Linked DNA regions of Capra hircus: region 1 is linked to region 2. A link is a contact called in public Hi-C data. All regions are on one chromosome and are shown on one strand. Each heading gives the region's core, a stretch centred on a gene start, on an enhancer-like site or on the middle of the called end of the contact. The rest is flanking DNA. Distances are from core to core; before and after follow the strand shown. Region 1 holds the start of FAM166B (protein FAM166B). Region 2 overlaps LOC102178625 (phospholipid-transporting ATPase FetA).

The links. Hi-C and Micro-C count contacts between places; a contact is called where the count stands out from the background.
Region 1: a Hi-C map of liver shows a contact between it and region 2, with 3 times the contacts expected there. The contact joins the promoter of FAM166B here to the enhancer-like site in region 2. A contact is called at or near these places in 2 of 5 Hi-C or Micro-C datasets (blood and liver).

Annotation. Positions count from the first base shown.
Region 1 is chr8:59,596,227-59,602,599 of ARS1.2, reverse strand. FAM166B (protein FAM166B) reads left to right here and starts at 1,765. Exons shown (of 6, transcript XM_005683833.3): 1 at 1,765-2,687; 2 at 3,068-3,291; 3 at 3,379-3,596; 4 at 3,797-3,848; 5 at 3,925-4,122; 6 at 4,450-4,707. The coding sequence starts at 2,626. The coding sequence ends at 4,538. It overlaps RUSC2 (iporin), which reads right to left. Exons shown (of 12, transcript XM_018052129.1): 10 at 5,654-6,373; 11 at 5,424-5,561; 12 at 4,642-5,340. The coding sequence ends at 5,139.
Region 2 is chr8:59,512,716-59,519,324 of ARS1.2, reverse strand. LOC102178625 (phospholipid-transporting ATPase FetA) reads right to left here. Exons shown (of 26, transcript XM_018052119.1): 18 at 6,335-6,440; 19 at 5,814-5,961; 20 at 5,112-5,295; 21 at 3,276-3,499; 22 at 1,937-2,020; 23 at 375-620; 24 at 65-203. Among named protein-coding and RNA genes, the nearest start is that of RUSC2, 18 kb to the left of the region's middle. Within about 2 kb of position 5,199, at least 1 of the 5 cell types and tissues checked has an H3K27ac peak or open chromatin away from gene starts, as enhancers often do.

The sequences.
Region 1 (6,373 bases), core at 516-3,015, 87 kb before region 2:
ATTAGCTTACCATTTTATAGATGAGAATACTGGGGTCTGATGAAATGAATTTAGCCAGGGTCTGTATCTCTAGTGACTAGGATTTGAACTAGTGTTTTCGTTTTGTTTTATATTATGATACCTTTGACTCTAAGTGAAAGAGAAGTTGGAAGTGGCCTTAACAATAATGAAATCACTTCATAAGAAGGATGGTTAATTCTGAGACTCTACATTACCATCAAGGATCTAGGCCTTTCTATTCTACCATCCACCCTGGATGGATTAAGGCTTTATCTGGAGGTTAGCTTAGCTTTCCGCAAGATTTATGATTCCTGCCAAAGTTCCAACATCATATTCACAGAATTTCTCAAGGCAGGAAAAGACATTCCTTTTTGTCCATCTCTCTTTCTCTAATTTGTTGTGCATCTTTTTTAAGAGCAAAGAAACTTTCCCTAGGACCCTCCTTCATCCCAGCAGACTTGCTCTCATATTGTTCAGATTGCCACAAGCCCAAACCTAACCAGTCATTGGCAAGGGAAACGGGACCACTATGATGGGCTTAGACTAATCAAGACGCATTCCTATGGCTGGTTCTGAGCTTCCCTGAAGCTCCTGACTGCTTGGCAGAACAAAATTGAAGTCCTGTTAGGAAGAAGGGAGATGGGGGTAGGGAATAGGTATGAAGTGTGCAACCAACAGTGTCTGTTACAGAATCCAGGTTGTTAGCCTTGACATACTTCTGCTATTCTAGGCTCTGCCTTCAGCTCCCTCCCTCACTCCAGCATACTTCCTGTGAGCCACGCCCCCTACAGTTCTAGCTCTCATGACACATACCAAGGTTGTCCTTGGCAGAACAGTGAGGAACGTGAAATTTATTCTTTGGTGCCCAGTGCTCTTGTGCAAGCCGAAGAAGTCAGTGACACGTGCTTCGTCAGCCCTGGCACTGGCCGTGGGGGCAGGGAGGGGAGGAGGGCAGAGGTTCTGCCTTCTGGAAAGGTAGCATCCCCCAGATCTCTTTTTCTTGGTCTATACTTCTCTTAGAATCTGAATGGTTTTGGTAACAAATTCTAATTTGCCTCCTAGTTTTAACATTACCTTCATATCTCCTTCCCCTGAACTCCCACATTGAGGAAACCTGTATCCACTGAATTTACTAACCATTCACTGATCTCCCCTTTGTATTAGAAATTTAGAGATAATACTAAACAATTGGAAATGAAATTAAGTTTTAGAAGCTGTGTGCCAGGTGATGGGGTAAGTCTTTTCACACACACTATCTGTGTTCTTTTTTTTAAATTAATTTAATTGGAGGCTCATTACTTTACAATATTGTAGTGGTTTTTACCATACATTGACATGAATCAGCCACGGGTGTACATGTGTTCCCCAACCTGAGCCCCCCTCCTACTTCCCTCCCCATCCCATCCCTCAGGGTCATCCCGGTGCACCAACCCTGAGCACCCTGTCTCATGCATCAAACCTGGACTGGCGATCTATTTCACATATGATAATATACATGTTTCAGTGCTATTCTCTCAAATCATCCCACCTTCACCTTCTCCCACAGAGTCCAAAAGACTGTTCTTTACATCTGTGTCTTTTGCTCTCTCATAGGGTCATCATTACCATCTTTCTGAATTCCATATATATGTGTTAGTACACTGTATCAGTATTTTTCTTTCTGACTGACTTTACTCTGTATAATAGACTCCAGTTTCATCCACCTCATTAGAACTGATTCAAATGCATTCTTTTTTATGGCTGAGTAATATTCCATCATGTGTGTGTACCACAGCTGTCTTATCCATTCATCTGCTGATGGACATCTAGGTTGCTTCCATGTCCTGGCTATTGTCAACAGTGCCGCGGTGACTGACTGTATTCTTAACAGCATCTTGGTAGGCTAGACTATTTTTGCTTTCCTGTTAAGAGTTTAGGGATTTTAGGTTCAGAGGGAGCCACCTGCTTACAGTTAAAGGCCGCTAACTATTAGGAGCTCGTGGCTGCCTGACCTCACACCTATGCCCTTTCTCCTACCCCACCACTCTGGCTTCATGGTTTTTATTGTTACAAAGCATGTTTGTATACATTAATCTGAGGCTCGCAACAGTGGCAGGGTGAGTAGTAGTACCTGCATTTTATAAATGAGGATAGGAGGCTTCAGAGGTACTAAATGTCACTGCTTAGAGGTCTTTTGGTTCCTTTATCCCCTATCACCTCCCCTCTGGGCTTTCCTAGGAAATCACCTTCCACCAAGACTGAGAGAGAGGAGAATCCACATCTCCTCAGACAGGTGCTCAGAGAGGGGCTTAGGAATGGCGCAATGGATCTATCAGGTTTTGCTCCCCTGCCTCCCACTCAAGGGCTTCCTTCCGTCCTGCAGCGGGGAGGCTGTCTGTACTCAGCCTTCTCCCTGCCCCCAGGTGGCAGGACTGCATTTGTTCAGGAGCAGACAGACCAGCGAGCCTCTGCTCTCCTGGTCTGCTGGTCTTGGCCCTGGCCGTCATCACACCAGGGCTCCCGCCCCCTCTCCCCTCTGAGCCCCGCCTCCTGCCGCTGGCTCAGCCTCCCAGCCCTGGACACAGTTAGTACACACAGCCCAGAGGCTGAGCTCAAGGAGAAACAAAAGGAACTGCCAGGGTCCCCATGGCTATGGCCAGCACCTTCATACCAGGACTGAACCCCCAGAACCCTCATTATATCCCAGGGTAAGAGCATACCCGTTTGCTTCTGGGAGGAGAGGTAATAAGGATATAGAGTTGTGCCACCTCGGCCTTGGGGGCCAAGTGGACATTGTGGTATGGGCGGCTTATGGATGGGTTATCTATGATGTTGCATGGAAAAGGAAAAGCAAAGGAATAGTAGGAACCGGGCCTGCTGTGAAGCTTTGTGTTGTACTCTCCATGGCAACAGGGTAACAGCCGAGGGGAAGGTTGAAAACCCAGACACAGTACTAAGAAATGCCTGCTCCAAATATACACACAGCAGAGTCCAGAAATGATCAGGGGCTCAGCGGTCTCTGCTCCTCTGTCTGGGGATGGTGAGGCAGGGGGACTCTGGAGGTGAGCAGGTGAGACTTGTGCTGCAGGTACACTGGACACTGCCCACTACTTCGGTTCAGCATGGGCCAGACCTACGGAGAGATGACTGGGCAGCTACTTCGAGGCTCTCCTGGCCTCGCCTGGCCCCCCGCCCACCGCACACTTCTGCCTCCCATTCGGCCTCCAAGATCCCCCGAGCCTCGCAGGAGAAGCCTGCCTGTCAGGCGTGGACACGAAAGGCTCAGCTCCAGCATGGTCCCCGGGTACACAGGTTCGGATACGGGTATGAACAGGGTCCCCCATCCCAGAACACGGGCCCCACGCTCTAATGCATCTCCTTTGTCCCCTGCCCACCTAGGTTTTGTGCCACAGGCACAGTTCATCTTTGCCAAGAACTGCAGCCAGGTCTGGGCTGAGGCTCTGAATGGTTTTACTCAGTGGAGTGGAGGACAGGGGAGTCAGGAGCTGCCCAAAGAGGCCAAGGGAGAAAAAGACGTGGAGAAAGACCAAGAGCCAAAGCCGGGGGCAGAGCTGGAGGCAGAAAAGGAGCCGGAGCTGGGGCAGGAGGCGGAACAAGTGAGATGGAGAAGGCTGAGGCAGGACCCAGCGGTGGGAGCGGGGAGCCCCTGCCTCTGTGCGGCCGGGCCTGCGGCGGCCATGTGTAGGCTGGCTGTGGGTGCAGGGCCAGGCCACCAGCCCCACTGCCCTGGGAGCTTGTGCTATAACCCAGGGGCTGAATTTGTTTGCCGTTTCTCCTCTATCAATCTCCTCACAAGGCTTCGCCTTATTCCATGGATGACAGAGACCCTGGCAAGTTCTTCATGTCAGGTGAGAGGATGTGGGCAATGACCAGAGGCCTGGGGATGTGCCCAGAAGGTACCGACTGAGTGTTCCCGCCCCCCAGGCTTCACTGGTTATGTGCCCCGTGCTCGCTTCCTCTTCGGCTCCAGCTTTCCTGTGCTCAGCAACCAGGCGCTGCAGGAGTTTGGAAAGATGAAGTCACCGGGCAGGTCCCAGAAGGATCCTAAGCATCTCCCCGCACTGTCCCGGACCTACCCTCAGCGCCTGGGCCTTTTACCTAAATACGGGGGCTATGTCCCAGGTGAGCATGGCCCAGGAGGGAGGCTTTGGGGACTGGGATATTTGTGTGTGTGTGTGTGTGTGTGTGTGTGTGTGTGTGTGTGTGAGTGTGTGAGTGTGAGTGAGTGATAGATGGAGGTGGTTTGGGGGATGGGAACTAGTAGATACAGGGAGGGGTCCTTGGATCGTGAGGTTTGGCTTTATCACTGGCAGAAAAGGAACTGACATAGCTCCTAGTGGGGAGTGAGGACCAGAGTTTGGAGGATAACTTGGAGGTTCTGGGTAACTGGCTGAGAAATAACTTTTCTGTGCCTCTGGCTACAGATGACAGACTCTTTTGGCCACACAGGGTATAAGTTCCAGTTCGGCCGCACGTATGGGCATCTCACCCAGGATGCTCTGGCTCTCAGCGCCCTCCAGAAGCAGCTCCTGGTGTAGGTACCTGGCATTTAAGTTCTCTCTTCCCTTGTCATCCTATCCCAGCCATCCTTTTGGAAAGAAGAAAGGCGGGTTGGCAGGAGGAAGCACAAAGAGAGAACAGTTTGGAGGCCGAGCACCTTTTTTATTAATAGGTGTAATAAATAAATAAATAAATACATAAACAGAAGCCTGGGCTCCTCCTCCCTCCTTGACCGCCAGGCACTGGCCACAGCCTATTTACAGCTGGGGGCTTAGGGAACTGGCCCCAATACTGTCACACAACCTCCTCACCACCTGGCTGAGGGAACCCTGCAAGTGGGCCTTCTGGTCACCTCCCTCCACAGGGAAGTACCTGTCTGCACCCATGGGAGGACTGGCCAGATTGGCTGGGGAGACTCTGGCAGCCCAGTGCTGCATCCCTTCCCTCCTCTCCTGGGGGAAGGCCTGACGAGGTCACTGGGACAGGTAATGGGGAGTAATTAATACTGAGCACAGGGATATGTGGCCCCCAGCTCTCGGTCTACTCTCTGTAACCAGGCCAGACGGCTTGGGAAGCACTCTTAGGCGATGAGCCTGGGGGCTGTGAGGGTCCCTGAGGCCACCAGCATGCACAGGGCCTCAGTTCTGGCTGCTTCCAGGGCTTGGACTTGGAGTTGGGGTCAGAGTCACGTAGGCCAGGGGCACCAGGCCGGTGTCTGAGCCGCGGCTGCAGCGCAGCCAGTCCGCCCCGGCTGGCCCCAGCACCCGCAGGGTGTCTCCCTTGCGGAAGCTCAGCTGTCCAGGGCCTGTGGCCAGATGGTGGCACAGCGCCTTCACCTCACTGGGGAGACAACAAATGGAGGTCAGAGAAAGCCCATCCCGAGCCAGCCTCAGCCCCTCAACCCTCCGGTCTCCCTGTCTCACCATGGAGGCTTGGAAGGCAGGCCTGGAGAGGGTGGCTCCTGCAGACAGTCCTTGGGCTCTGGCTCCCGGCGGGCACCCACTGTTTGCGCCACGAGCTGGAACACAGACTTGTCCAGGCTGAGCCAGTCCGAGGGCAGCCTAGGGGACAGTGGCCAGGGCTCTGGCTTCATCTGTGCCAGTTTTAGAGCAGGCTCTCCACTCCCTAGTCCCCACCAGGGGCCACCTCTTACCTATTTGTGGGTCGGGCCTCCCGCTGAGCCTTCCGGGACCCAAAGAGGTGTCCCCACTTGATGCCCCCTGGTGAAGGTTCAGATGCTCCTTCCTCATTTTCGGCTGTGGGGGCAGCAGACCCCTCCCTCTCCCGGCTCCGCCTCAGCTCCGCCAGTACAGAATCAGGGGGGCTCCCCATCCAGAAAGGCCAGCCCCTCTCCCGGCCGAGGGTCTCCTCAGGGGCAGGGCAGGCCTCCGCTCCCTCCACGACTCCCTCTCGGGGGGGTGGCCCCACGCCTCCTGCGCCTTTCTTTTTCTCGCTGCTGCTACCAGTGCTGCTACCTCGGGGGAACCTAGAGCCCTCGCTGGAGCCGTCGATGTAGACCTGGGAGCTCTGCATGAGCTGGTACCACCAGCCAGCCTGCCCACTTCGGGCCCATCTGCCGCGCCCTGAGCTCCCGGCCGCCTCTGTCTCCCCCTCTTCCTCCTCCTCTTCTCCACCTTCTGGGGCACCCACACCCTTCACCCGCTCCCCAGGGGCCGCCCTGTCCACATCTCCGGGGCCGTCCTGGCCGCGGGAGCGGGCCAGCTGCAGGGTCGAGTGGGCGGACAATAGCAGGTCTTGGGACACTCGCAGCAATTCCTTGTGCTGCCGCTGCTGCTGGCCGCTCTGCAGCAGCCGGTGTTGGAACAGCAGGTCTAGGCTGAAGGGCAGGAGGGCCAAGGGTTGGAGCAGCAGC
Region 2 (6,609 bases), core at 3,950-6,449:
AACAGACTTGGTTCACACTCCCACCCCCAGCCCCAGCCCCTTGCCACACTGGGCAGGATATTACCTAGGAACTGGAAGGTGTCGGGGAACAATAAGCATAAGCCATCGCTGTACAGGAAGAATAAGATGCAAAAGTAGAAACCCAGGCTACCCCAGGTGAAGACATGGCTAATCATCGTCCAGTAGGTTGTCTCCAGTGAAATCTGAAAAGCACCCTCTTATGTACATTAGTCTACAACTCAGGATCTATCAGTCACCTCCCTTCTCCCATTTCATAAAAGGGGACACTCCCTTCCTGCCTTCCCTCCCTCCTTCCCTTCTTCTCTTCCAGACAGGCTCCCCACGCAATCCCCTTACCCCACCACCGGCCACACCTGCATTGTGACCACACAGAGCAAGGAGGTCTGCACTATCAGGGAGAAGGACTGGTAGTCGGAGATCTCCTTCCCGTCTTGGCGCACTGAATTGTAAACAGTCCCCATAGGGATAAAGAACAGCACAAAGGAACTGTAGATCCCATGCAACAAACACTTCACAAATTCCTTCTTGTTGAAATACAGGTTATGCTGGCCTGGCTCATACAGCTCTGGGAAGCGTAGGCTCCATGTTTCATTCACGTCCTGGAAGCACCAGAGGGTAAGGAGGAAGGCTCAGGGTCTCTCCAAAGGTCCCATCTCCAGCAGAGTAGAGGCTTCTCCCCTCACTGAGTTTGCTGTTAGGCTGCCTAGGAGATTCCTTATGGATTACTTGAGATGTGGAACCAGAGAACAGAGCAGTGACCAGAACCTTTCTAAAGCCCTACTCTCTAGGCAGGGATATACACGGTGGAAGAAAGCTAAAAGGTCAAGATGGGGAGTTAAGAAAGGGGGCAGTTAGGATTGGGAGTAGAGGGAAGGAAGGACTGGAGCTTGGGTGGGGAGGCACCTGGGACATGAGTCCCTAGTTGTAAGTGCTCCTTTGGCTGAGTATTCTGTCAAAAGCCAGTGGGAGGCAAGAGGAGGCCAGTGGCATTCAGTCAGCCCTTTAGAGGTATTTCTGTTCTGTGATGCTCCTCCCATTCCCATAGGCACTGGGGAACTCAGCTGAGGGAATTGTCTATGAGGATGACATGGGACCATCTTCATCTCCTAAATTTAAAACTCTGGGTAACAAGGATTGAGGCTTGTTTTGAGAGATTGTGGATCCCTAGATTTAGATCACCGAAGCTGTACGGGACTGCTGAATGACAGAACTCATCGTCTTGCTGCTCTGAGGCTGGCAGCTACTTCACGGAGAGTTTCCTTCCTACCCTGATGGAAACCAGGAACCATGATCCCATGATGTCCTCTTTCAGCCACTTTATTTCTCTTTGGAGGCTCCCTTTTTGTTCCAGGTACCCAGGACTGGAGGTTGGGTAGAAGAGGGAGGGGTAGGGCACCAGGACCCTCGATGCCCTGGGAAATTTCTGAAAGGACTAGGCAGTACCCCCCAGGCTGACTCCCTACGATTTGAGGAATCATACCCATACTCCAAGCTTGGCCTTGAGGATTCTCGCCTAGGCCTCACTGCACTGGCTTATCCCATTATCTCTTTATGGGTCTATCCTTTCTGGAGCCCCTTGATTTACCTAGTCCTGCCCCAACGACTATTTCCTTCCACTTTTGTACAGACTCCATTTACAGCACAGCACAATGTCTGTGTTTCTCTCTATGAAGAAAAACTTGACACAGGAGAATTTGGGTTTCTACAGCCGATGATCATTCTCTGTGGCAGAGGATACTTTACTTTGTCCAACGATACCTCTCTAGGTGGTGAGCTCCCTCCCTTGTTCTAGAAATGATTCTATTTACATTTGACTTTGGAGCCTATCTCTTGGCTGCTGCTGTCCTCTTCATTCCAGGGAATATTCTTCAAGGGGCCAGGGGCTTCAGCCTTGACTAAGAGGTTTGTTGCTTACCTGATCAAACAGACTCAAGCCCAGGACAGGGAGGGAGGTGTAGATCAGGTTGTAGAAAGTGATAAACCAGGTATCATAAACCGTCTGGAAGAACACCAAGGAGATTTCTTAGGAGGTTTCTCTTTTCCAAAGTCTCAGCTCTACCTCCCAGCTTTAAGAGAACCCCTTCTGCCCTCCACCTGCTCATCACCGTGATAACCTAGAACATGGTTTGGATTTCTGAAATCTGACTGAGAAAGCTGACTGCAGACTCTGGTCCCTGGGCCCTAGGCTGGGGCAAGGCCACATTACACTTGTTTGGCCAATCTGATGAGGCTGATTTAGACCAACTCTACCATGACCTGTACTGCTCCTCTCTGCATGGAAAGGACCCAGGGTGGCTGTTAGGGAACGCTGAGTGTACCCCTGCACTCCCAGGCATGTAAGCCTCTGTGTTCTTTATCTGCTTTACGGCATTCAGTAGCTCCTATAACCCTGGACACCTTCTGACACTGGCAAGCAGAACAGACCCATGAGCCTACAGTAGGCTACTTTCTTTCCTAGCCACAAGAGGTCAGCAGTAACATGTACATATACATACACCTCCCACAAGCCAGACTGATGTTACTAGACACTAGGGGCAGACAAGCTCACTATTGTCTGCTGACTGGTCTGTTTTCCTGGAGCCTAAGGTCACAAAGGTAATAGGGATCTCCCAAGATGATCGTTCCAGAGGTTGTTTCTCTTTGGGAATCCTGAGAAACTATTTATAGGAAAAAGGAATTCTCATAGAACATCAACATCCAAGGGCTGCTTCTCCCCACTTCTGTGGAGATTTCACACTCATTAGAGCAACAACAGTGTTTGGCAGGGTGGTATGTCTGGGTGAGGAAGGAGAAGTAAAGAGAAGCTGTGTTTCCAAGTGTGGCTACAGGTAAATGCCAGAACTGGCATGTCTGGCAAGACCCAAAGGCCTCCTGACGCTTAGCCTGTTCCATAAAGATTACTCTGGATCCTAAAAAACTCTCAGATCCAGGAATCTCACCCCCACCACCCCCATCTCCATTACATATGTTTGGAAATTCTAGGTCTCTATGTCATGGGAAAGATGAAAATATCTTCTGGGAGAGTTCTGTGGGTAGAAGTCAAGGCTGAGTCAGAGCCAGGACAGAGTTTAGAAGTCTAAGGTTAAGTGCAGGATTAGGAGATGGGATCATCATGGGTGAGGAGTATAAAGGATGGATGGTGCCATGTCATACACAGGTCTCCAGAAGGGAAAAAGGGTCTGAACTGGCTGAGGTGGAGGAAGATTAGAGAAGACCCACTTGAACAGAGTAGAGAATGCCATTTGAGCACTTACCTGTGCAGAGAACCCACTGTAGAAGGCATACCAGACGTGCACCAGCGTGAAGGCAAAGTTTTTGTAAAAGAAGTAGCTTAGAAACTTGCACATGCGATTATAGGACCAGCGGCCATGAACCAGGAGCAGACGCTGAAGATAGCGAAACTGGGAGAAGGCGTAGTCGCTGCTGAGCATGGCCTGCATCCCCTCCTGGCCACTGATGCCGACCCCAATGTGGGCAGCTGCAAAGGAACCCCGGCAAATTCTCAGCCTAAGAGTTTGCTCTCTGGGCTCCCCGCCTGGGAAGTGTGCGATTAAGGCTGAGATCGGGTTTCATGTACCTCTTATTTTACACCTGAAAAACACTGGTAGGCCCAGCTGAAGCGGTATTTACTTAACGGAGTCTTTTCTCCTTAGTGGATTTCCCTTCCCCCACAAGTCAGAAAACAGCCCCTTCATTCACGCTTTGTTTTGGATGCTGCCCCTCGAGATTACCAGGTATGGCTAGCATTATTGTAGATGTCTGTCCTTGATGGTCTTCGTACTTACTATAGCCATCTGGGCTCTCCCCTACTGCCAAGATCCTCAGGTAACAAATTTCTTGTTATCTCCTGAGGCCACTTAAAGATTCAGGATGGATATCAACCTAACACATTGTTTATTTATCTAAGTTTATCTAAGGAGCTAAACTTCAACTGTTGGGAGAACAGTGATGGACATACTTTGTTAGCAAGAAATTAGTTCTTCAGGAAGCTTAAGGTGTCTTTTTCTGGATAAAGCAAGGGAGACTCGGGTTCAATCCCTGGGTCAGGAAGATTCCCTGGAGAAGGGAATGGCTATGCACTCCAGTATTCTTGCTTACAGAATTCCACGGACAGAGGAGCCTAGTGAGCTACAGGTCATGGGGTTGCATAGAGTCAGACACGTCGAGCAACTAACACTTTCACTTTTATGCTTGATGGAAGATAAGACCTAAATTTCTAAAAGTTTTAATTGGCCTGTGGTAGTATAGATTAAATTCTTTGATCTTCTGGTACATACCTATTACACTGCTTAACAGAATAACTAAAACCTCTGAGGCCCTAAAAGTTAAAGAAGTTCTAGAAACTGGAGAAAGAGAGCAAGAACACTTCCTAGTGTTGAAACTGAGGCTGGCATATATGCTAGTGTCTTCAGTATGGGAGAGAGGTTGGGCTAGAGGACCCCTAGGTGTGATCACAGCTCACAGAACTATAAGCTGCTGGAGGCTAACAGCGTTCAGCTGAAATTAACACCAGTTTCAGCCATTTGCTTCTATTACTCTGAAGCATCAGAAAGTTTGCTATTCTTCTCCAGCCAGGGGAGTCAGGGAAAGCTCTTGGGAATAATGCCTCAGAGAGGAAAAGATCCCTGGATCAGGCTGCACAGCTAATTCCCTGGTTGGGCAGCCCTGCTGTCTGCCTAACATTGCTCAACTCTACAGCCTTCAAGAAAGGAACCAACCATGACTCCGGTCCCACGGTCCTTTCTGTGGGCTTTGATGCCATCTCAACAAGATGGGTGTTGTGGTTGCACAGCTTGTTCTCTGAGTATGTGCTTGTGTTCTTGTTGGAGCCGTGGGTATCTGAGTGCATGAGTTACATGCATGAGTCTGAATGTGTGTGCACGACTGTATGTAATGCTGTATAAATAAGTGGGTACTCAGGTGCCGAGGAACATGAATGAAGTTGCAAAACAGTATAAATGTACAATACATACAGGAGATATGCAGGAGAATGAACCAGAAGCACAGTGCCATGCACATCTGTTTTGCCCATGGAAGAAGGAAAGGGTGAGCCCATGGCTAGGCACTACTGCCCCCGAGCCCTCACATGCCTTTGATCATGCTGACGTCATTGGCCCCATCCCCGATGGCCAGCGTCACCACCTTCTTGTACTTCTTCACCAGTTCTACCACCTGGGCCTTCTGGAGGGGCGTCATCCGGCAGCAGATCACCCCCTTGCACATGCACGCCGTCCGCAGCAGTTCCAACTCCAGGTTTCCTTCTAGAGCGTGGGCCTGCAGCGCCAGGACACATCTACATTCCAGGCTGCCCCAAAAGCTCTTGGGACAGAACCTTCCTCGGCCCTCTCTTTCCCCTCCATTCTCCCCTCTCAGGCAGAGCTGCTCCCAAGATGCTCCATTCCCAGTGAAGCCAAGCCCCCAAGTCAGTTCTAGGCATCCTGACCCAGCTTCCAGTGGGAAACCATGAGAGTCTCTCACTGGGTCAAATTGGTTGACTGGGTTATAAGGCCCAGAGACCTTTTGGAGGACCTGGTTCTGCTCACTTCCCCCCTTCCTCAAGTAATGGGCCACACCAGCAGTGAAGAATTTGGAGAAGGAAGGAATAAGCCCTTGGCTTCTCTTTCCTCATTACTCCTGCCTAGAGAAGGCCAGGGAAAGGTGTCTCACAGGGAGGGGGACTAGGGTAACTCAAGGAATAGCAAAAGGATCTTGAAATTTCCCTGAAGTGGGTTGGACCTAGGAAAAGAGCTCCTTGGAAGAAGAGAACAGAGTTGTAGATCTGTGTTGCCCACCAGACTGTAGCCATTGATGATTAAGCCATAGCTGCCACTGGGCACCTCCTCAGGTATTTTGAAGGGTGGCTGGGGCTTTGTGGTGAGGTAACTGTTTACGGGGTCTGATTCCAATAGAGAGCCAGGTTTCATCTTTTCCCTTGCTGACCTGTAAGTCAAGAGTGATGATTAATGTCTGACCAGAAGCCCTAGAGCTTAGGAAGGAAAAGGTGTCCCAAAGTGAAAATGGGCCAGATGGATGCAGAACCTCTGCAGAGTACCTCCCAGGGCCTCAGACGCAACCATCTTCTGAGACCTGCCCCCGCCTTGCGTGTTATCTACACATGACACTTCTCCACTTCCGCGGACTCCTTGAGCTCTAATGCTTCTTCACAAAATTCTCTCAGATATTTTAGGATTTTTGTTTTGCCCTCCCCCACTTCTTCTCTGTCCCTTCTGGTACTGTGGGAGGCATACTGAGGGAAGAGATGGGTGGGAAATCTTGGTTCCAGTGACAGGCTGTGGCAGTTCGTCCCTCATACCTGAGTTCTCCTCCAACAGTCTCACCATTGTTGCCTTCCACGATAAATATCTCATCCATCTCATCCTCGAATATGTTACAGGCATAGGCAATGTTCACAGCAGTCTCTGCAGGGCAAGGGGGAACACAGGTCGCATTCGGCTGGGACAGGGTCTTTACAGTTCACAGGCATAAGGTGCAGACACACGGGCTGCAGACCCCATGTGTCCTCATTTGCCATGGATGCATTTGAACGTGTTTTTCATGAGTCAGTAGAGACTATATTCAAACATCCAC